Linked DNA regions of Mus musculus: all the other regions are linked to region 1. A link is a contact called in public HiChIP or PLAC-seq and promoter capture Hi-C data. All regions are on one chromosome and are shown on one strand. Each heading gives the region's core, a stretch centred on a gene start, on an enhancer-like site or on the middle of the called end of the contact. The rest is flanking DNA. Distances are from core to core; before and after follow the strand shown. Region 1 holds the start of Slc48a1 (solute carrier family 48 (heme transporter), member 1). Region 2 holds the start of Arf3 (ADP-ribosylation factor 3). Region 3 holds the start of Cacnb3 (calcium channel, voltage-dependent, beta 3 subunit). Region 4 holds the start of Adcy6 (adenylate cyclase 6). Region 5 has its middle 9.4 kb from the start of Gm33205. Region 6 holds the start of Amigo2 (adhesion molecule with Ig like domain 2).

The links. Promoter capture Hi-C pulls out the DNA fragments that hold promoters and counts their contacts. HiChIP or PLAC-seq counts read pairs in DNA pulled down with a chosen protein or histone mark.
Region 2: a contact with region 1 is called in a promoter capture Hi-C map of pre-B cells, with 2.1 times the contacts expected there. The contact joins the promoter of Arf3 here to the promoter of Slc48a1 in region 1.
Region 3: a FOXA1 HiChIP or PLAC-seq map of pancreatic cancer cells shows a contact between it and region 1. The contact joins the promoter of Cacnb3 here to the promoter of Slc48a1 in region 1. A contact is called at or near these places in 1 of 484 Hi-C or Micro-C datasets (embryonic stem cells) and 2 of 115 datasets of contacts at active chromatin or transcription factors (embryonic stem cells and pancreatic cancer cells).
Region 4: a promoter capture Hi-C map of the 3T3-L1 cell line shows a contact between it and region 1, with 6 times the contacts expected there. The contact joins the promoter of Adcy6 here to the promoter of Slc48a1 in region 1. A contact is called at or near these places in 2 of 39 promoter capture datasets (the 3T3-L1 cell line and pre-B cells) and 1 of 115 datasets of contacts at active chromatin or transcription factors (pancreatic cancer cells).
Region 5: a promoter capture Hi-C map of hematopoietic stem and progenitor cells shows a contact between it and region 1, with 4 times the contacts expected there. The contact joins the enhancer-like site here to the promoter of Slc48a1 in region 1. A contact is called at or near these places in 6 of 39 promoter capture datasets (the 3T3-L1 cell line, cranial neural crest, frontonasal cranial neural crest and 3 more), 1 of 484 Hi-C or Micro-C datasets (embryonic fibroblasts), 3 of 115 datasets of contacts at active chromatin or transcription factors (T-cell acute lymphoblastic leukemia, large pre-B cells and memory CD8 T cells) and 1 of 9 other capture datasets (embryonic stem cells).
Region 6: a promoter capture Hi-C map of stem cell-derived epiblast-like cells shows a contact between it and region 1, with 4 times the contacts expected there. The contact joins the promoter of Amigo2 here to the promoter of Slc48a1 in region 1. A contact is called at or near these places in 15 of 39 promoter capture datasets (the 3T3-L1 cell line, the C10 cell line, HPC-7-derived erythroid cells and 7 more), 2 of 15 datasets of contacts at CTCF or cohesin (the NIH/3T3 cell line and large pre-B cells), 9 of 484 Hi-C or Micro-C datasets (B cells, the C2C12 cell line, CD4 T cells and 4 more), 9 of 115 datasets of contacts at active chromatin or transcription factors (T-cell acute lymphoblastic leukemia, embryonic stem cells, large pre-B cells and 2 more) and 3 of 9 other capture datasets (adipose tissue, embryonic stem cells and liver).

The regions. Positions count from the first base shown.
Region 1 is chr15:97,782,741-97,785,840 of GRCm38.p6, reverse strand. It overlaps Slc48a1 (solute carrier family 48 (heme transporter), member 1), which reads right to left and starts at 1,476. Exons shown (of 3, transcript NM_026353.4): 1 at 1,225-1,476. The coding sequence starts at 1,360.
Region 2 is chr15:98,761,688-98,764,787 of GRCm38.p6, reverse strand. It overlaps Arf3 (ADP-ribosylation factor 3), which reads left to right and starts at 1,670. Exons shown (of 5, transcript NM_007478.3): 1 at 1,670-1,808. It overlaps LOC115488470, which reads left to right and starts at 2,742. Exons shown (of 1, transcript XM_030248862.1): 1 at 2,742-3,100. The coding sequence starts at 2,876.
Region 3 is chr15:98,633,361-98,636,460 of GRCm38.p6, reverse strand. It overlaps Cacnb3 (calcium channel, voltage-dependent, beta 3 subunit), which reads right to left and starts at 1,694. Exons shown (of 13, transcript NM_007581.3): 1 at 1,248-1,694. The coding sequence starts at 1,292.
Region 4 is chr15:98,603,164-98,606,263 of GRCm38.p6, reverse strand. It overlaps Adcy6 (adenylate cyclase 6), which reads left to right and starts at 1,532. Exons shown (of 21, transcript NM_001368413.1): 1 at 1,532-2,390. The coding sequence starts at 1,533.
Region 5 is chr15:97,211,669-97,214,768 of GRCm38.p6, reverse strand. No RefSeq gene overlaps it. Among named protein-coding and RNA genes, the nearest start is that of Gm33205, 9.4 kb to the right of the region's middle. Within about 2 kb of position 1,473, at least 50 of the 459 cell types and tissues checked have an H3K27ac peak or open chromatin away from gene starts, as enhancers often do. A contact at or near this core is called in hematopoietic stem and progenitor cells, where this site is marked.
Region 6 is chr15:97,245,645-97,248,744 of GRCm38.p6, reverse strand. It overlaps Amigo2 (adhesion molecule with Ig like domain 2), which reads left to right and starts at 1,458. Exons shown (of 2, transcript NM_001164602.1): 1 at 1,458-1,772; 2 at 2,148-3,100. The coding sequence starts at 2,206. Pced1b (PC-esterase domain containing 1B) reads right to left here and starts at 1,638. Exons shown (of 6, transcript NM_172293.4): 1 at 1,581-1,638.

The DNA.
Region 1 (3,100 bases), core at 227-2,726:
AGGCCATGAGTGAATTTGTTTTGGTTTTTTGAGACAGGATTTCTCTGTGTAGCCTAGGCTATCCCAGAACCCACTCTGTAAACTAGGCTGCCCTTGAACTCAGAAATCCGTCTGCCTCTGCCTCCCGAGTGCTGGGATTAAAGGCATGCACCACTGCTGCCCAGCATAAATTAATTCTTTCGAGTTACTCCATTTTTAGATCTTTGGCCAAGGATTTTAGCCATGGAATAAATGTTGTATCTTAAAACGTTTTCCTTACACATACTTTCGCCATACATATTACTTCATGTGGCTGTCGTACTGTTGGGTTAGTTTCCTCCATAGGGCTTTTAATGCCTTTAGCATGCCAACCTGAATCCTTCTGAGTTCTAGGGATGGAAATCGGGTCGGCCAGGCTAAGGCTGAGCCATCTTGGGGGCACATCGTGTGGCTGTTGAAACCCTGGACACATTATTTATTTACCGTAAGCCTCGATTGATTTTTTTCTAACTGTAAAATGGGCACAAATAATGTTACTTCAGAGGACTACTATTAGGATTAGATGACATAAGGAGAGTAGATTTGTTTAGCCCAGCAAAAAAATATTAAATGATGATAATACGTGTAAATAATATATTTGGCCTTCACACAAGAGAGGCTAAACGGCGTGACCCAAAATTACACATTAGAGAGCACGGCTGGGCCTTCGCCACCTCCTCGTCCCTCAGGGATTAGCAGATTCCCACTGGTTCCGACCAGAGCAGATGGACACAGGTGTAAAGGGAATGTCCAGTGACACCGGGTCCACAGTACAGTCCTGGTCTCGGCAGAGGGCCTCTGGGGCTGGAAGGGGGCTGGCTGATGGGTTTCCCCACGAACCCCACTTATTATAAGAGATGCGGTAATCCCGCACAGTGTGCGTGTTGAGGGAGCGAGGGTGGCCAGGAGATGGGCGCGCAGAGGACGCTCTAGTGGACACGGGGTGGAGGGTAGATTCACAGGGTGCGGGGGACGCAACAGCCCTGGAGCCGCAGAGCTGTGCGAACCACAGGGGCGGGCTGTGGGCACCCTAGGTCCCGCCACGTTCATAAGGCGCCAGGTCCCAGAGGCCCGGGCACTGCCCAGGAACCCGGGCCTGCGCTGTCTCCAGTCTCTCTGGAGTAAACAACGCTCCCACCCCCGGGCAGCGCCACCGCAGCCGCCGCGCGCAGCCCGCCCCGATCACCCCGCGTCCCCCGGGGATACCTGCGAGACCCCCCATCGCCGCAGTCCCCGGTTGTCGGTAGACCACCGTCCAGACGAAGAAGATGGAGAAGCCGGCTACCGAGCTGAAGCCGGAGTAGGCGGCGCGGAGGCCGAGCTGCAGCCGGGACGGGGCCATGGGGCAGCGGAGGAGCAACGCCGCCGAGTCACAGGTGCAGGGCCCGAGCTGGAGCCCAAGCCCCAGCCCCAGCCCGAGCCCGAGCCAGAGCCGCTGCCGCCCGGCGCTCCGCCCCCAGCCCGCCCCCGGTGCCAACGGCACAGCGCCCTCCCCGGCCGGAGGCCGCTCCCGACACCGCCGCTTGGCAAAGGCCGGCGACCCCTGGTGGAAGGGCAGGGTCCTGGCCTCATCCCCAGAACGCCACCTATCTAGCCTTGGCTGGCCTAGAAATACCGTCTTTACCGGAGCCGGCTACAATGATCATTTAAAAATATTTTGTATATGTGAGCACACTGTAGCTGTCTTCAGACACACACCAGAAGAGGGCATCCGATCCCGTTACAGATGGTTGTGAGCCACCATGTGATTGCTGGGTTTGAACTCAGGACCTTTGGAAGAGCAGTCAGTGCTCTTATCCGCTGAGCCACCTCTCCAGCCCCAATGAGCACTTTTTAATTTTTAAAATACTTTTGAATTTTTTTTTGAGACGTGGTGTCTCCACGTAGTCTTGTCGGTCTTGGAATTCCCTATGTAGGCCAGGTTGGCTTGGAACTCATAGAGACCCTTCTGCCTCTACCTCCTGAGTTCTGGGATTAAATTTTGAATGGGAAGTTCAAACTCATTAAAAGGACAAGTTAAGGCTATAGAAACTAGCCAGCTGTGGTGGTGCATGCCTTTACACTGGTAGAGGTGGAGGCAGAGGGAAGCAGATTTCTTTGAGTTCGAGGGAAGCTAGACCCAGTCACAAAAGTCACAAACCAAAACAAACAAGGAAAACCCATAAAACTGCACATGATGGCCCACACGTGGAATCCTGGCAATTGGGAAGTGGCCGAGGCAAGAAAACAGATCTGGGGAGCTAGTTTGATTCCCCAACTTGCCCGAAATTAAATAAGTAAAATAAAACTTGAAAAAAAATCTAAAATAATATAACAACAATTAACATATTCATTCTTTTTACCAGCCAGGTGGTGGTGGTGCTCACCATTAATCCCAGCACTCACTAGGCAGAAGCAGGTGGATCTTGGTGAGTTGGAGCCTAGCCTGGTCTACAGGGGTCAGCCAGGGCTACACAGAGAATCCCGGTCTCAAAAGACCAAAATAAGGGGAAAAAAATCTTTCTATCCATATTTCGAAGCAGTGGGTTTCCTTCCCAAAAGTTATACACACAGCACAAGATTGCTCCACACGTTTGCCACCATTTTAGTTTATTAAATTAAAAAGTGATCGTTGGCCAGGCAGTGGTGCCAAATGCCTTTAATCCCCGCATTTGGGAGGCAGAGAAGGGCGGATTTCTGAGTTCGAGGCCAGCTTGGCCTACAGAGCGAGTTCCAGGACAGCCAGGGCTACACAGAGAAACCCTGTCTCGGAAATTGTAGCTGACTCTGATAAAGACGCATTTCCAGGCCCGCCTAGGATCAGCTAGGTAGATGAGAGTCTGAGGATGAGCCTAGGACCCTACCCTTCCACCAGGGGTCGCCCGCCTTTGCAAAGCCGCTGTGTGGGGAGTGGCTGGCCAAACCCACTCGCCTCTAACACTTTCTTCCTTTCCTTTCCTCAACTCTCATGCCCCAATCCCTTGCAAGCCTTGCAAGCTTGCCCCTGCCTCTGCAGTGCATCCACAGCAGAACCGCCCCGTGTCTCCACCAGCTCAGCTGTCAGTATGGACTGCTGACAGGGAAGGTCAAAGCAAAAGCCGGG
Region 2 (3,100 bases), core at 421-2,920, 980 kb before region 1:
TGGCTGGATGTGTGACAAATACCTTTAATCTAAGCACTCAGGAGGCAGAGGCAGGCAGATCGTATTTGAGTTCAATGCCAACTTGGTCTATAAAGTGAATTCCAGGCCAGGTGGGGCTACATAGTGAGCCCCTGTCTCAAACACAACAATAACAAATATATATATTTTAAAGCTGAATGCCTGTGGTGTAATGAAAGCATTCCTAAAGTAAGATGGGGGATGATGCCAGGAGAATCACACAGAGCTAGCCTAGAGTGTGCACTGCAGCAGCAGAAACCAGAGATCCTGGCCCAACGAGGGAAAAAAGTCAAGAACAGCGACTCCCAAAAGGTGTCCTCTCTAACCTCCACATCTTGCTAGAGCACAAGTGCACCCGCAATCTCTCATACAAGCACACACACACAGAGTTAATAAATGGAGGGAAAAACGAGCAAAAACCAGAGCTTAACAAAGGCTCTCAACAGCATTGAGTCCTGAGTGGGGACAAATATAATTCTCTTCGTTATAAGCAAGTTCCTTGCTGTCCATCTCTTCGTTAACCATCTCTGGCTGTTCTGGAGCCTGCTCTGTAAATCAGACTGACCTTTAACTCACAGACATCCACCTGCCTCTGCACCCTAGTCTCCAGTGCTGGGATTAAAAGCTTGTGCCACCACCGCCCCCAGCCAGTCCTGTAATTTTTGAGGTAAACAAGAGAAGACAAACTGGTATAAAGGTATAAACCAGAGACAGATGTGACAAGAGATAGATTCTGTTCCCAGCCTATGTTTTGGAGGGAGAGAAGAGTTATAACGCTGCACCAAGCTCTTATACTTGATGCATTTAAAGAACGCAGTGGGGGCTGGTGAGATGGCTCAGTGGGTAAGAGCACCCGTTTCTGGCGAGGACCCTTCTAGCTCAGATTCTAACATAGCTTGTGGCTAGAGTCTCAGGCAGTGTCTCCATCATGTCAAAAGATGAGTGTCAGGGAAGGAAGGCGGGGTCCTGGGTGCGCTTTCCTGGGGATACTAAAATCCAGACTCATCTAGAGAGACTTCATGAGAGCCGCCTCTGAGTTTCTGCCCTCTGCCTTTCAGCCTCAACCTCCTAGACGACCCCATCCAGATGTTTCCTCTAGTATCTGGAATGCATCGTTCTTTCTCCTCTTCCTTTATGGGAAAGGATCTCAGAGAAAGCATCCTTAGGAACTAGGGAGCAGAGCGGATTAGCAGGTGGGGTGCGAGTGATGCGCTGTTTATTTGGAATAAGACTGGACTAGAGCAGGATACAGCAACCGTTTTCATCCTCCATGCTCCACATGGGCTCTGCTTAAGAAACCCCGGAGACTCCCTGGTCCGAGCCCTGTGGCCAGCGCAGCCAGGATGTGGCAAGGTCCCGGAGCTCGCTCTGCTCGGGAGCCTCACCTCAGTGCCCACAGCCCCCTCTACACGCCGTGCCTTCCGATCCTCCAGCCCCCACACAGGCCCCCGCCTAGGCTCAGCTTCAGCACCGGCTGCTTTTGCTGCAGCCGCTGCCATGGTGATGGGTCTCGCGAGAACTGCCGCTCGCTACCGCGCACTTCTCGCGCGATCGTGGAGGTGGGAAGTAGCCCGGGCTGGGGGTGGGTGTTCGCCGCACAGCTCCTGTCGCCGTCGCGGCTTCCGGTGCTAGGTGGAGGGCGGGCAGGAGGGAGCCGGGGAGCGGGCCAGCGGACCATCTTCACCGCGGTCGGGTCGGCTTGCGGAGCGGGAGGCAGCGGCCGGAGAGCCGGGCGGAACCTGCGGGGGCGGAGGCGGCGGTGGCAGCCGCGGCGCAGGGAGCAGGAACAGGTTCGGAGCTGGGGAGGGAAGGCGGGTCCGGGCAGGGAAGAGGCTGGGTCCGGGTGGGAGCCCGAGGCCCCCGGCCGCGGTCCGGCTCGCACCGTCTGGGCGAGGTGCTGGTGTGGGGGGTGATCCTCGCTGAGCTTGGGGACCCCAGCCCCACTCCTGTCCCCGCAGCCGAAGGACGCCGAGCTGGGGTGGGGGCGGGGGGCGCACACGGATTTGTCCTCCGCCTCCCCCGAGGGTGCGACCTGGGCTGCAGAGGTGAGCTTGGGAGGGTTGGGGACGAGGGGGAGGCAGGCTGACCTGTGGGAGGGGGACGCGGGGGCGGTGTGGCTGTTTGGCTCTCTTTTCCTTGGGTTTAAAGGGCTGCGAGGAACGCTGCCTTTTCTCTCTCCCTCCCCCGCCCGAGCTGTGGGGGAACCAAAGAAAAGCCGTGCCGTGCCGTGGTTATTCTCCTCCCTCACCCAGCGCGAGGCGTGGGGGGCCGGGGCTTAGTATCAGGGCCTACTGGTGGGGCTCGGCTGGCTGCGCACGGTCCTCACGGAGGTGGCGCTCTGCTCTGGGGTGTTGGGAAGAGGGCAGCAGGTGGGGAGAGGGTGGAGAGGAGGCTGGAGACGGGGGAGGGGGACCTGAGCTAGCTCGGAGGAGAGAGGTGGGGCCTTCCTCCCCCAGGCGGAGCGGGGGCGGTGTCACCGAAGGAGGGAGCAGCTTGTCACTGGCCCTGAGTTTGTGTCTTCCAATCCGCTTTCTTTCTCTAGGAAGTACCAGGATTCCCGGAACAGAAAATGAAGCCTTTGCTTAGCATGCCAGTCCTTTTTGAAGGAAGGAGGGGGAGGTGGGGAGGTGAAGTTCCCTGTTAAAACCTCAGGGTCCTTTAGTTAAGTCGTAACTCTTTGGAGAGACTTGTTTTTTTTTTTGGGGGGGGGGGAGAGGGTCTCTGGGCCAGGAAGAATGTAGTGGAGGGTTATGTATGTGGTCAGGACTAAGAAGAAAATAGTGAGGTCATTAGGGAGACGGGTAATGTAAAACCCGTCTCTGCCACTGTTGCATTGGGTCACCCTTGGGTCCATGGCATGAAAGTTTTATTGGGAGGAGATCTGCTGCAGGAGTCTGATTGCTTGAGTCATTGCAACAGGATAGAATCTAGTCTCTGCATACCTCCATCTGTGACCCCAGGCAGGGGGATAGGGAACTGTCTTTGCTGCCATTTTGTCTTAGACCTGTTTGGGGATAGTATCCCCACTGTGTGCTGCAGTGGCCATTGGGTTGGCCTTTGGCATGTTGGACCTGCGCTTGAG
Region 3 (3,100 bases), core at 445-2,944, 850 kb before region 1:
GCTTCTCACCAGGGATGAGAAGGTAGCTCCTCGGGCCCTGCAGCCCCGCAGAGAGGTCTCTCCTCCAGCTTATTCTGACTCCCAGGGCTATGCCAACTGTCCCTTCAACTGTCAGAAAGAGGTGCCCACCAGAGCCTTCAGAACCACCTCTCTGCTCTCCCTTGCAACGTAATTAGCCCCAGAGCCCCATGGAAAATTGGGTCCTGAAGGAGCCTGGTCCCAGAATCAACTGACTGACACATGCCTGCTCTGAGGCTCACCACTCCTCTTTCCTGGGCCGGAGATAAAAGGCTCGATTTAATCCTGTCAGGGGACCCTTTCAAGCCCTGTTAGTGGTCCTTTCCCATATCGAGTGGGATGTCTAAGGGGAGACTGGTGACTCCATGAGGCTCTGACACTGACCCCCCCCCCCAACTCTTGTCCCATCTTTCCAGGCAGTCTTTCTGCTCTCTGAGCTCCGGGAATCACTGTCTAATGAGCTGATTTGTCTCAGTGGGTCAGGAGATAAAAGCAAAGAGAAGAATTAAATATTTATTGGTTGCCTGGTTCTCGGAGCAAAGAGCTTCCTTCCCATCCCCATGCCCCTGAGCTCCCCTGGCCTCACCTCCAGGCCCTCCTCTGCAGGGGGCTAGACTGAACACAGTCTGATGGCCCACCCCTGTGGTTGGTGGCCTTTCCAAGAAGCTGAGCTAGAGGCAGTGGTGAGTGAGAGCAGTCAAGGCCATGCGCAGGGGGGGTGGGCAGAGAGGAAAAAGAGACCAAGTTCTAGAATTCCTGTCTGCAGAGGCTGGTACGCGAGTCGCTAATGTTCTTCCAGCTCCCTAATTTGTCATTTACTTGAGGCACAAGTCCGGAGTGTCTCCCCCGGAGCTCAGCTTTCCCTGTTGTGTTCAGACCCCATGAACCCAGGATACGGAACTCCAAATGTTCCATGTTCGCTCTAAAAACCTCGGTGTCGGGGCCTTCTGTCCTCCCCTCCTCAGCCTCCTATGTCCTGAGCTTTGGGGCCACCTGCTCGAGCCTTCCCCCTACAGCGTCCCTGTGCACACACCGGAGTACCTGGGATACCTGGCTATGAGAGACCATCTTCCCACTTTCCTAGAGAGCCCCCCGCCGGCTTACGCGCGCTGCCCCGCTCGCTGCCAAGGCGTTTTTCAAAGTGCAGAACTGGGGGAAGGGTTGAAGAGAGAGAGGTGTCATCCCAACTCCCCCACCCCCACCCCCCACCCTCCCCCGCGGGCACTCACCGCCTCCGAGTCCTCAAACCCGGGCACGTAGGAGTCGTCATACATGGGGGAGTCCGGGGTGGGTGGGGGGAGCGAGCGGCGCCGGGGGCGAGGACGGCGGGCCGCGCCCGAGATGCCACCGAGCCGCGCAGCCCTGCGGGCGGCGGCGGCGGAGAGCGCGAGCGCGAAGGAAGGAGCGAGCCGCGAAGACCAGCTGCTCGCAGCTCAGATCACCGCTCCCCTCCCCACCCCCCAGCCCAGCCGGTCCCACCCCGAGCGCGCCAGCGCGGCTGAGGAATCTGCCGCCGGCTCCCACAACAATAGTGCCCGCCCACCTGACCCCCTCCCGGGAAGACGCGGGCGGCGGGGGCGCGGCAGCCAGGGGGGACCCGCCGGGGCCGCGGAACCGGGCGCACGCGAGTCGGGAAGGTGGGTCCCCGGCACCTCCGGGGCCGGGGCGGCGGGGAAGAAGGGCGGAGAGGCTGCAGGCGGGGCGGATCCCGGCGGGGAGGAGGCGGGGCGAGGAGAGATGCAGAGACAGGGACTCTCGCAACCCAGGAACTGCTCCGCCGGGAAACAAAGGGCTGGCGCGGGGGAGGGGAAGGGGAGAGACGCCGCAACCAGACGCGAGCCCGGTGGAGAATCGAGAGGGTGCGGGCGGCGGGGAGGATGGCTGGAGAGAGAGGAGGACTGGAGGCAGGGAGAACGCGGAGACAGGAAAATGGAGATCTAAAGGAGGACGGACAGCAGATGGGGAAGAGGTCTCAGGTGATCCGGCAATGTCAGCTCTCTGCAAGTCCTGGAGACACCCAAAGCAAACCCCGCAGTGGTACTAGGGAGAAATGGTTTTGAGCTCCCAGACCCGTGCCATGAAAGCAGCTCCTGCCCCAACAGGTGCCCGGCCCTCTCCGTTCCGGGCTGCGGTAAAGGGCCGACCCTTAAGAAGGGGGAAGTTCGGGGACGGTGGCTAGGCCTCCCCACACCTGTTGCACGGGCAGATTTTATCCAAGTTAAGCCGGGATGGAGATTCTCTTCTTCACTTCCCTGCCAAGGATTGTGCCAGACATTGCCAAAGCATCCGCGGGAACTGGGGCAGAAAGGGGCTGTTTTAGGTGAGCTTAAAGGGTGGAGCAAAGGTGCGATCCTGACGCTGAGGTTGGGAAGGAAGAAGGGTAAAGCCTACCGCTTTGCAAAAGACCAGAATTACGTACGGTGTGCAGGATGCTGGTTCTAATCATCCAGCACCAGTCAGCGCCCTCCACCCCCACCCCGCCATTCGAGGAAAGAGTCGCAATCTCTGAAGAGATCTTCTAAAAGCTGTCATCATTTGAGCTCGCTCCCTTTTTACATCCCTCCCCCCCCCCCCCCGACCAAAATTTTCCTTTTGCATTTTAACCTCCTGCTTGGGCATCCCAAGAGGATGTGAGGCAGACACCAGCCGTGCTTGGTGTCTCGCTTTCTCAACTCAGCCCTTTGCCACTTCTAGCTCCTGAAACCCCGGAGGGTGTAAGTTCAGGACACTTGCCCACCCTTCCGGTTACAATTGGGAAGGGTTCAAGAGATCTATAGAAGGTTCTGTGCGGTAGAAAGGAGAGGAAGACCACCCACCCAAGCCAACTGGCTTCCCACCTATATCTTATCTTCCTGTTCCCTCGGTAAGAAAAAGATGGGGGGGGGGGCTCATCTAATGACACCCTAGTCTGTCTCCTGACTGAAGGACCGGCAGGCAACTTTATTGGAGCCCTTGTGTCTGAGGGCACCAGCTGCAACTGGGGGAGGCAGCTTCCACTGCTCCAACCCAGTGTGTTTGAGGGTTAGTTCGATATCTTCTGTGTCCCCAAGTACTGCCTTGTCCTGTACCATCCTTTTCCTTT
Region 4 (3,100 bases), core at 283-2,782, 820 kb before region 1:
TGTGAGAGAGCAGAGCTGATAAGGGACTTGGGCTGTGACCTAAAGGAGCTCCTATTCCAGTTGGGAACAGCAAGTACCAGGGTACCAGCCTGGGCAGAGCCTGGCATACTGGGGAACAGCAGACAGGCTGGTGTGACAGGTGTGATGAGGAAGACACGGGACCTGGACTGTCAGAATTAGCTGGGTTATTAGTTATTCCATGTGGACTGCTCTAAAGCATTCATGTTCTTTCTCCTTGTCGGCTCTCCACCCAGCTCTTTGTGATACTAAGTGTGGAACCCAACGCCTTGTGTGTTCTAAACAGGCATTCTACCACTGAGCCGCACTCCCCTCCCTCCTTTCCTCCTTATTGTTTGCTCCTACGTTTATTGAGCACCTACTGTTAGCCCCAATAGCTCTGGAGATGAAGTGCTGACAAAAATAGGTATAGTTTCTACATGCACAAAGCTTGTAGTCCCCGGGACGGAGGCGTACGTTAAACGAGAAATGATTTAATTATAATGGCAATAAGTACTGTGGAGGAGATGAACAGAGGTTAAACTGGACCAAACGTAGTCTTAGGGGTGGGGCTGGGAAATTTTCCGTGAGGAAGTAACGTTTAAACTGTGACCTGTGGGAGAAATTGAATTTAGTTTGCTGAAGAGTGTGTGTGTGTGTGTGTGTGTGTGTGTGAGAGAGAGAGAGAGAGAGAGAGAGGGGGGAAGGAGGGAAGGAAGGAAGGAAGGATATGGAAAGAATCCCTTTTGTGTAGAGGTCAACGATCAACAGTTCACAGCAGAACATATTCTGTTGACAAGATGTATTAGGCTTGTGTGTAGTTTGTTTTTGTTTTGTTTTCTTTTCTGAGACAGGGTTTCTCTGTGTAGCCCTGGCTGCCCTGCAACTCACTTTGTAGACCAGGCTGGCCTCGAACTCAGAAATCTGCCTGCCTCTGCCTCCCGAGTGCTGGGATTAAAGGCGTGTGCCACCACACCCAGCTCAATTTTTTAAAATATGCTTTTATGTGCATTGGTGTTTTGCTTTCATGCATGTTTGCATGAGAAAGTCAAAGCCCCTGGAGCTGGAGCCATAAACAGTTGTAAGATCTGCTTTGTGGGTGCTAGGAATTGAACCAGAGTCCTTCAGAAGTATGGGGAGTGCTCTTAAAAACTTAGCTCTCAGATCCTTTACTTATATGGTTGCTGGGTCTTTTCCATGTGTCTGTGTTCCTTACCTTTGAGTGGGGGTGCAGCTGCCTCTCCTGGGGCAGTTTTATCAAGACGGTGGGAATGGGAACTGGTGAGATGGCTCCTCAGTTAAGAGCACTGACTGCTCTTCCGGAGGTCATGGGTTCAAGTCCCAGCAACCACATGGTGGCTCACAACCATCCACAACGAGAAGCAAGCAAGCAGGGCTGGAGCAAGAGGGAGAAGGGGGGGAAGATGGTGGGAATGAAGACCAGAGTTGTAGGAAGCGCTCAGGTCACAGGCTACTATGGTGGCTGTGGCCACGCAGTGGTATTAATACCATTCCCTGTCTCTCCTCCCAGCAGCATGTCATGGTTTAGTGGCCTCCTGGTTCCCAAAGTGGATGAACGGAAAACAGCTTGGGGGGAACGCAATGGGCAGAAGCGCCCACGCCACGCGAATCGAGCCAGTGGCTTCTGCGCACCTCGCTACATGAGCTGCCTCAAGAATGCGGAGCCACCCAGCCCCACTCCTGCAGCTCACACTCGGTGCCCCTGGCAGGATGAAGCCTTCATCAGGAGGGCGGGCCCGGGCAGGGGTGTGGAGCTGGGGCTGCGGTCAGTGGCCTTGGGGTTTGACGACACTGAGGTGACCACACCGATGGGCACAGCTGAAGTGGCACCGGATACATCGCCTCGGAGCGGTCCGTCCTGCTGGCACCGGCTTGTGCAGGTGTTCCAGTCTAAGCAGTTCCGCTCTGCCAAGCTGGAGCGGCTGTACCAGCGGTACTTCTTCCAGATGAACCAGAGCAGCCTCACGCTGCTCATGGCGGTGCTGGTGCTGCTCATGGCTGTACTGTTGACTTTCCACGCTGCGCCTGCCCAGCCTCAGCCTGCTTACGTGGCCCTGCTGACCTGTGCCTCTGTCCTTTTTGTGGTACTCATGGTGGTGTGTAACCGACACAGCTTCCGCCAGGACTCCATGTGGGTGGTGAGCTATGTGGTCCTGGGCATCCTAGCAGCCGTGCAAGTCGGGGGTGCCCTGGCAGCCAATCCACACAGCCCCTCGGCGGGCCTTTGGTGCCCCGTGTTCTTCGTCTACATCACCTACACTCTTCTTCCCATTCGCATGCGAGCCGCAGTACTCAGCGGCCTGGGCCTCTCTACTCTGCATTTGATTTTGGCCTGGCAGCTCAACAGCAGCGACCCCTTCCTTTGGAAGCAGGTAGGTGTGACAGAGTGAGGGTGGGAAAGAGAACTTGCTGATGGAGGGACACAGTATCGATATAGCCATGTCTAGATCGATCAGGCCAAGCTTCACGGGCTAGCCTCTGCTTGGGACTTGTATCAGTGAGCATTGACGAGGAACAGGTCTGTAGTGTGTCACCACAGGCCAGTCTTCAGCTCTTTGGCTTAGGTCAGTAGACATGCCATGTGCAGGTCTCCCTGACCTCTTGGTAACCTCTGAGACTCAAGCCCTGTTGTTACTCCTACGAAGAAGCAGCTGTAGGTAGTTTTGCAAAGCTTCCATAAGCAAGGCCTTTCTGCTCCTTGCCAGAAGCTGTGGCCTGTAGCCCACCATGGCCTCAAAAACAAAGAGAAAGTTGCTTGGGGCTCCTGGGGTGAGGAGCTGGGTACTTGGGCTTCATGCCCTTCCCTGCTTGGAACAGTACATACCTTTTTAACAGTAACTTTATAGCTAGTTTGTTGTGGAGCAGAGTCCCCGCAGGGCACTGTCAGACCTCTTAAAGGGACAGACCCTTCTGTGCTAGCTAGGCCCTAGGTTCTCTTCTTGGTTGCCTGAGAAGTGGGGGTTTGGGGTGAACTGCTCTTCTGGGGGAGAAGATGCTCAGGAGTGATGTGGTATCCCCCCCCCCAACTCCGTCAGACTTGCCAGAAGGTGGGTGTGTGACTCTTCTCTGCTCTCAGCTGGCC
Region 5 (3,100 bases), core at 224-2,723, 570 kb after region 1:
CGTGCTTATCAGTGAGTGGTGTGTTAATTAACCGAGATAAGTTGAGAAGAGCAGAAAAGATTGCCTAGAAGATGTCACTCGATTTGAAGCCAGGCGGCTGCTAGGACCGCTTTAATTCGGAAAGGTTTTCCTTGTTAAAAGCCTGTGAATGCAAAGAGGCCGCTCGTCCTGTTATCATTGTTATCCTCCACAATATGGACTCCGTAGCATGAGTTGTCATCCTCACTGGGTATCACGGACCCTTCTGATCCCCAGTCAAGGCTCTGTGTTCCACGGGGCTGGAGAGATGGCTCAGGAGAAAGCACACCAGCTGCTCTTCCAGACAACCCAGGTCTGATCAAGCACTCACATGGGGGCTCACGATTATTTATAATTTCAGTTTCTAGATGTCTGATTCTTCCATCTGGCTTAGCTGGGTACCAGACATGCCCTTGGTACATACATGTAGACAAAACACCCATACGATACTGACTGGTTTTGTGTGTCAACTTGACACAAGCTGGGGTTATCACAGAGAAAGGAGCCTCCCTTGAGGAAATGCTCCCATGAGATCCAGCTGTAAGGCATTTTCTCAATTAGTGATCAAGGGGGGAGGGCCTCTTATGGGTGGTACCATCTCTGGGCTGGTAGTCTTGGGTTCTATAAGAAAACAAGCTGAGCAAGCCCAAAGAAGCAAGCCGGTAAGTAACATCCCTCCATGGCCTCTGCATCAGCTTCTGCTTCCTGACCTGCTTGAGTTCCAGTCCTGGCTTCCTTTGGTGATGAACAGCAATGTGAAAGTGTAAACTGAATAAACCCTTTCCTCCCCAACTTGCTTCTTGGTCATGATGTTTTGTGCAGGAATAGAAACCCTGGCTAAGACACATACATATAAAAAAATAAATAAAACATATATCTTTAAAAAAATCCTCTGTGGTCTAGTGCAGTGACTAGCATGTGGCCAGTCACAGTAGTTAATAACAGAGAGAGTGACAGATCACAGGTTTGTATAGGGCTGACTTGATTTCCTGACCTAATTAATAATAGTGCCTTCATTTTCAAAGTGTCTGAATCTCCGTGATTGACTGAGTTGTCATCACACTGACAGACATGTGTGAAGAAGACATTAAACTGGTCTGTGGAGAAGGGGAGTCTTTAAGTGAGAGGGGGACATTTTCATCTCAGAATTTAGGGTGCCATGTGACCAGGGTCACACAGAACTTCCACTGAGACAATGAAAGAATGGAATTCAAAGACAACAAGAAAGGTCAGCTGGAAAGAGTTTTGTTACAGAGAGAAAACATGGAGAAGGACTTAAATATTCCTGAAAGAAAGCTAAGCTCCAGAACGGGCCCAAAGGAAGGAAACTATCTAACTAGGGCTTTCTTCAGGACCTATGGCAGAAACTGGACCAAGACTGAGGCTGTTCCTACTGAGATTGGCTAATTCTCTGAGCACATCGCAAGCCAAGCCCATGGGGAAGTCCCACACTCAGTGAGTCTTTCTCCACCCAAGCCGGGGGACGGTTGCGGGCTGTTCACTGATGCTCATTCAGCTAGGGTCAGGGTTATGCTTAAAGCCCGATTTTTATCTTCAGTTTGCTTGTTGACTGTCTGTGGGCAGTTAGCCATGGCTGCGGTTGCTACTGTGGACCTTGTAGCTGTTGCTGGTCTTGGACCCTGGTAGAGTCTTCTTAACCATTACTTACTCTGTACTCTTTCTTCACGAGTCAGTTTGAGGTTTCGCCATGGTGGGAGCTATCACAGCTACTAAGAAATAGCTGTTTTCCTTGGTTACTTTGTATTTAAGCTTTGGGTCTGCAGGGAAGTCTGGGGAAGTCTTCTTCCTGGAGTAGGTGGAAACCTTTATTTAGAAGCCGACCTTACCCACAGTGCTCAGCAATAGTCTGTTGCTTTAGAAGCAAGTGTCTGTGAACTGCAGCAGTGCCATTCGGGGTGGGGGTGGGGGTGGGGGTAGGGGTGGGGGTGGGGGTGGGGTTCCTCGGGTTCTGCGGAAGTTGAAGCCAGCCAGCCTGCAGAATCCTGTTTCTCTCAGAGCTCTGTCCTTCCCCTTGCCTGGCCAGCGTGGTTATCTAGACCGGGCAGAAAACCCTTTTACTCCCCAGCCTAAGTTGTCTACCCTCGTGTTTTCACAAATGTTCTATAACATTCTTATTAACCCCAACCTCGGTTTCCAAGGAGAATTTCCTCCTCTTGGTAATTTTTCTTTGTGATGGTTTCAGTTTACTGCAGTTAGTCACATTCTGAAAATATGTGTGGAAAATTCCAGAAGTGACCATTGATAAGGTAGGATATAGCATTGTGAGACATTTCAAGAGAACTTTCCCATAGCTTTTATTACAGTATACCGTTATCATTTTTATTTTATCATTGTTGGTGACTTTACACTATGTCTAATTATCAAATTAAGCTTTATTACAAATATATGTTGAAGAAAAATTCTACTATATATGTTTTATCATCCATTGGGGTGGTGGTAGAATTTATCTCCTGATGCTAAGGGGTGTGGAGGGGAAAGACTGCCTTACTCTTCTGGGTGTATCATTTGACCCAATCTCTTTCTTGCTTACCTGTTTTTAACCATAAAATCTATGCATGTATTACTGTATCTAGAATCATCCTATTAACATACATCAGATTGTATTGTATTTTTTTTTTCTTTGCTCAAACTCTTCTGTTCTTCCCATTTTGTTGAAAGTGTAGTCAGCAAGTCTCTGCAGTGGAAAGATGCCATTTAAGAAAAAAAAAACAAAAAAACAGGGTCATACTAAAAACAGTAACAAAGGAAATAATGATATATTTTGGGTTAATGAACTTTATAACCTGTAGAAATGATTATACAAATTGATGATTTCTTCTAGTTTTCTTTTTTAAAAGATTTACTTATTTCTTTTCAGACTTATTTATTTATTTAATGTATGTGAGTAGATTGCAGCTGTACAGATTGTTGTGAGCCTTCACGTGATTGTTGGGAACTGAATTTTTAGAACCTCTGCTCACTCCAGTCAGCCCCTCTCACTCCTGCCAACTTTGCTCACTTAGTCCCTGCTTGCTCTGGCCCAAAGATTGATTGATTGATTGATTGATAGATTATACATAAG
Region 6 (3,100 bases), core at 209-2,708, 540 kb after region 1:
AATAACATTCCTTTGATTACCTGACTCCATTTCCAGGTGACCGCTCAGCTTTGTGACTTTGAGCCTTAAACCCGAGGTTTTCTTGGGGGAAGCCCGGGGGTTGGGGGTGTGCGTGTGGTCTGATAGGAATCTTAAACCTATTTCTCTGGGGAAATGAAGAATGCACCCCTGGAGCACACTAGGCTGGATGCTTGTGGTTTTAAAAGTCAATCTTTAGTGAAAGTGAAACTAACAGGAACCAAGTTGCCCTCCCTTGAAAACCCTGAATCGCTGAGCTCTCCCGGAACCAGTCCACATTAACGCAACACACAGGTCCATCAGATCCATGCCAAAAACTCACTCAGGAAGTTTTCCGATAAATTTAAGGATGCCGTGGGGGGGGGGGGGGATCATTTTGGTTTTTAAAGTTGTATTCATGTGCTCTGCCCTCACTGTCTCCCCAATTTTGTCTACCTTTCATTGGCTCCCTAAGCCCTTCTACTGTGGCTAGCATGGTTTTTTAGGGACAGTAATTTATTTCTTTTAATCCGTACACAACGGCCAAATGGATCACTTGGCTCAGTCAAATCCCATCGTTTAAGCCTTTAAACAAGAATGGATTTGTAATCGAAAAGCCCACCAGCTTCAAGCTCTCTCCCTCATTTTCACATGGCCTTGTTCAGCTTGTGCCTTCCGAGAATGCTAGCTCAGTCTACTGGAGCCCTGGTGGCTGTAGGGCCTCTAGGGGACAAGTCCTTCTGCGTAGCCACCCCTACCGAATTAATCCTAGTCCTGAAGCCGCCAGCGCGACTCTGGATTTTTTTTGTTTTTGTTTTTTTTGTTTATTTTTTTTAAAGGCTAATGCCCTTATCTGTGCATTCCAACCGGAAGCCTTCTTTCCTGCCCCTTTGCTTCTAGAGCTGGGCCCGGTGCCTCGGGCCGCCGTCTCCGAGTTAGGAAAAGGGCTCGAACTTTCCCAGGGAACCGGGGGGCGTCCCCGCGGCGCCTCCGCACCCCCTCCCCCCGCAAAGCCCCGGTGGTGCCCGAGGGAACGCGCCGCGGCCCTCGCTCCTGTCCTCCTCCTCCTCCTCCAAACCCGGGCGGGGACCCCAGCAAGCACCCGGTGCACAGCGCCCGCCAGGCCCCTCGCCCCAGCCCCTAAAGCCAGGCTCCGAGATCGGGGTGGGGTGCCACCTGCGGGCCACCGCCCGCGGGCTCCGGCGCGCGGCACCCCGGCACCCTGGGCGGCTCCCTACCGGGCTGGGCGGCTCCCCCGCGGGCGCGGGGCGAGGGGCGCGGGGCCTGGGGGTGCAGAGTCGCAGGCCTCGCTGCGGTCCCACCCGGCCGAGAGGCGGCGCGGAGCCCGCACGGGGCCGCCTCTGCGATTGGCTGCGCCCCCCCTCCCCTGCTCCGCCCGCCGCGGCGCCCGAGGAGCGAGGACGCGGGGACCCGCCTCCCGCCCGCTCCCGACCCCGGGCGCACGGGATAAAAGGCGGGCGGCGGGCGCGGGAGCCCGGGCCCTGCAGCCTGCGAGCGCCACCGGCGGGCCGGCTTCCCCCGCCGCCCACCCCGCTCCCGGCGCGGCCGAGCTCCGGCGGTACCTGCAGCCGAGCGAGAGAGCCGGGGAGCCCGCGCCGCTGCCTCGAAACTCGCCAAAGTTGAGAGGCTGCCGCCCACCGGGAGCTGGAGGGAAGGTGCGAGCGCGCGGGGCGCAAACCGGCAGGCGGACGCGCGGACCTTCCGAGCGCACCGCCGTCGGCGGCCTCTCCGAGCCGCTGCGGCTTCCCAGCGCTGTGAGTGGTCGGCTAGACCGACGGCTGGCTAAGTATTTCCGTTCAATTGTTTATGGGATGCGATTGTGTGTTTTTGTGTGTGTCGGTGGAGGGAGTTAAGGCAGAATGCATCCTTTAGAAACAAAAACACACAAAAAAGCCTGAGTTTCTCATGCTGAGACTGTCGCATTGAGAGAAGGTACCTGGAAATCTCACTGAGTTGGAGTAATCTAGGAAAAATGCATATAACAGGTTCTTTATTAAAAAGCCACCCCTGTTGGAGATGGAACCCATTTCAAAAGTTAATTGGAATGAAAGCAATTACGGAATAACTCTAACGGGTTAACTAGTGGCAGTTAACTTGTACTTTTCTCCCGTTTTAAATGTTGTTACCAGATTGGTGGGAGACTGAGCTGATGAGAAGCGACTGGCAAGAGACTCAGAGGCGACCATAATGTCGTTAAGGTTCCACACACTGCCCACCCTGCCTAGAGCTGTCAAACCGGGTTGCAGAGAGCTGCTGTGTCTGTTGGTGATCGCAGTGATGGTGAGCCCCAGCGCCTCAGGAATGTGCCCCACTGCTTGCATCTGTGCCACCGACATTGTCAGCTGCACCAACAAAAACCTATCTAAGGTGCCCGGGAACCTTTTCAGACTGATTAAAAGACTGGATCTGAGCTATAACAGAATCGGACTGTTGGATGCCGACTGGATCCCGGTGTCGTTTGTCAAGCTGAGCACCTTAATTCTTCGCCACAACAACATCACCAGCATCTCCACGGGCAGTTTCTCCACAACCCCAAATTTAAAGTGTCTGGACTTATCATCCAATAGGCTGAAGTCGGTAAAGAGTGCCACATTCCAAGAGCTGAAGGCTCTGGAAGTACTGCTGCTGTACAACAACCACATTTCCTATCTGGACCCCGCAGCGTTCGGGGGGCTTTCCCACTTGCAGAAACTCTATCTGAGTGGGAACTTTCTCACACAGTTCCCTATGGATTTGTATACTGGGAGGTTCAAGCTGGCTGATCTGACATTTTTAGATGTTTCCTATAATCGAATCCCTTCCATACCGATGCACCATATAAACTTAGTGCCGGGGAGACAGCTGAGAGGCATCTACCTTCACGGGAACCCATTTGTATGTGACTGTTCTCTGTACTCGTTGCTGATCTTTTGGTACCGTAGGCACTTTAGCTCCGTGATGGATTTTAAGAATGACTATACCTGTCGCCTGTGGTCTGACTCCAGGCACTCCCACCAGCTGCAGCTGCTCCAGGAGAGCTTTCTGAACTGTTCTTACAGCGTTATCAACGGCTCCTTCCACGCACTTGGCTTTATCCACGAGG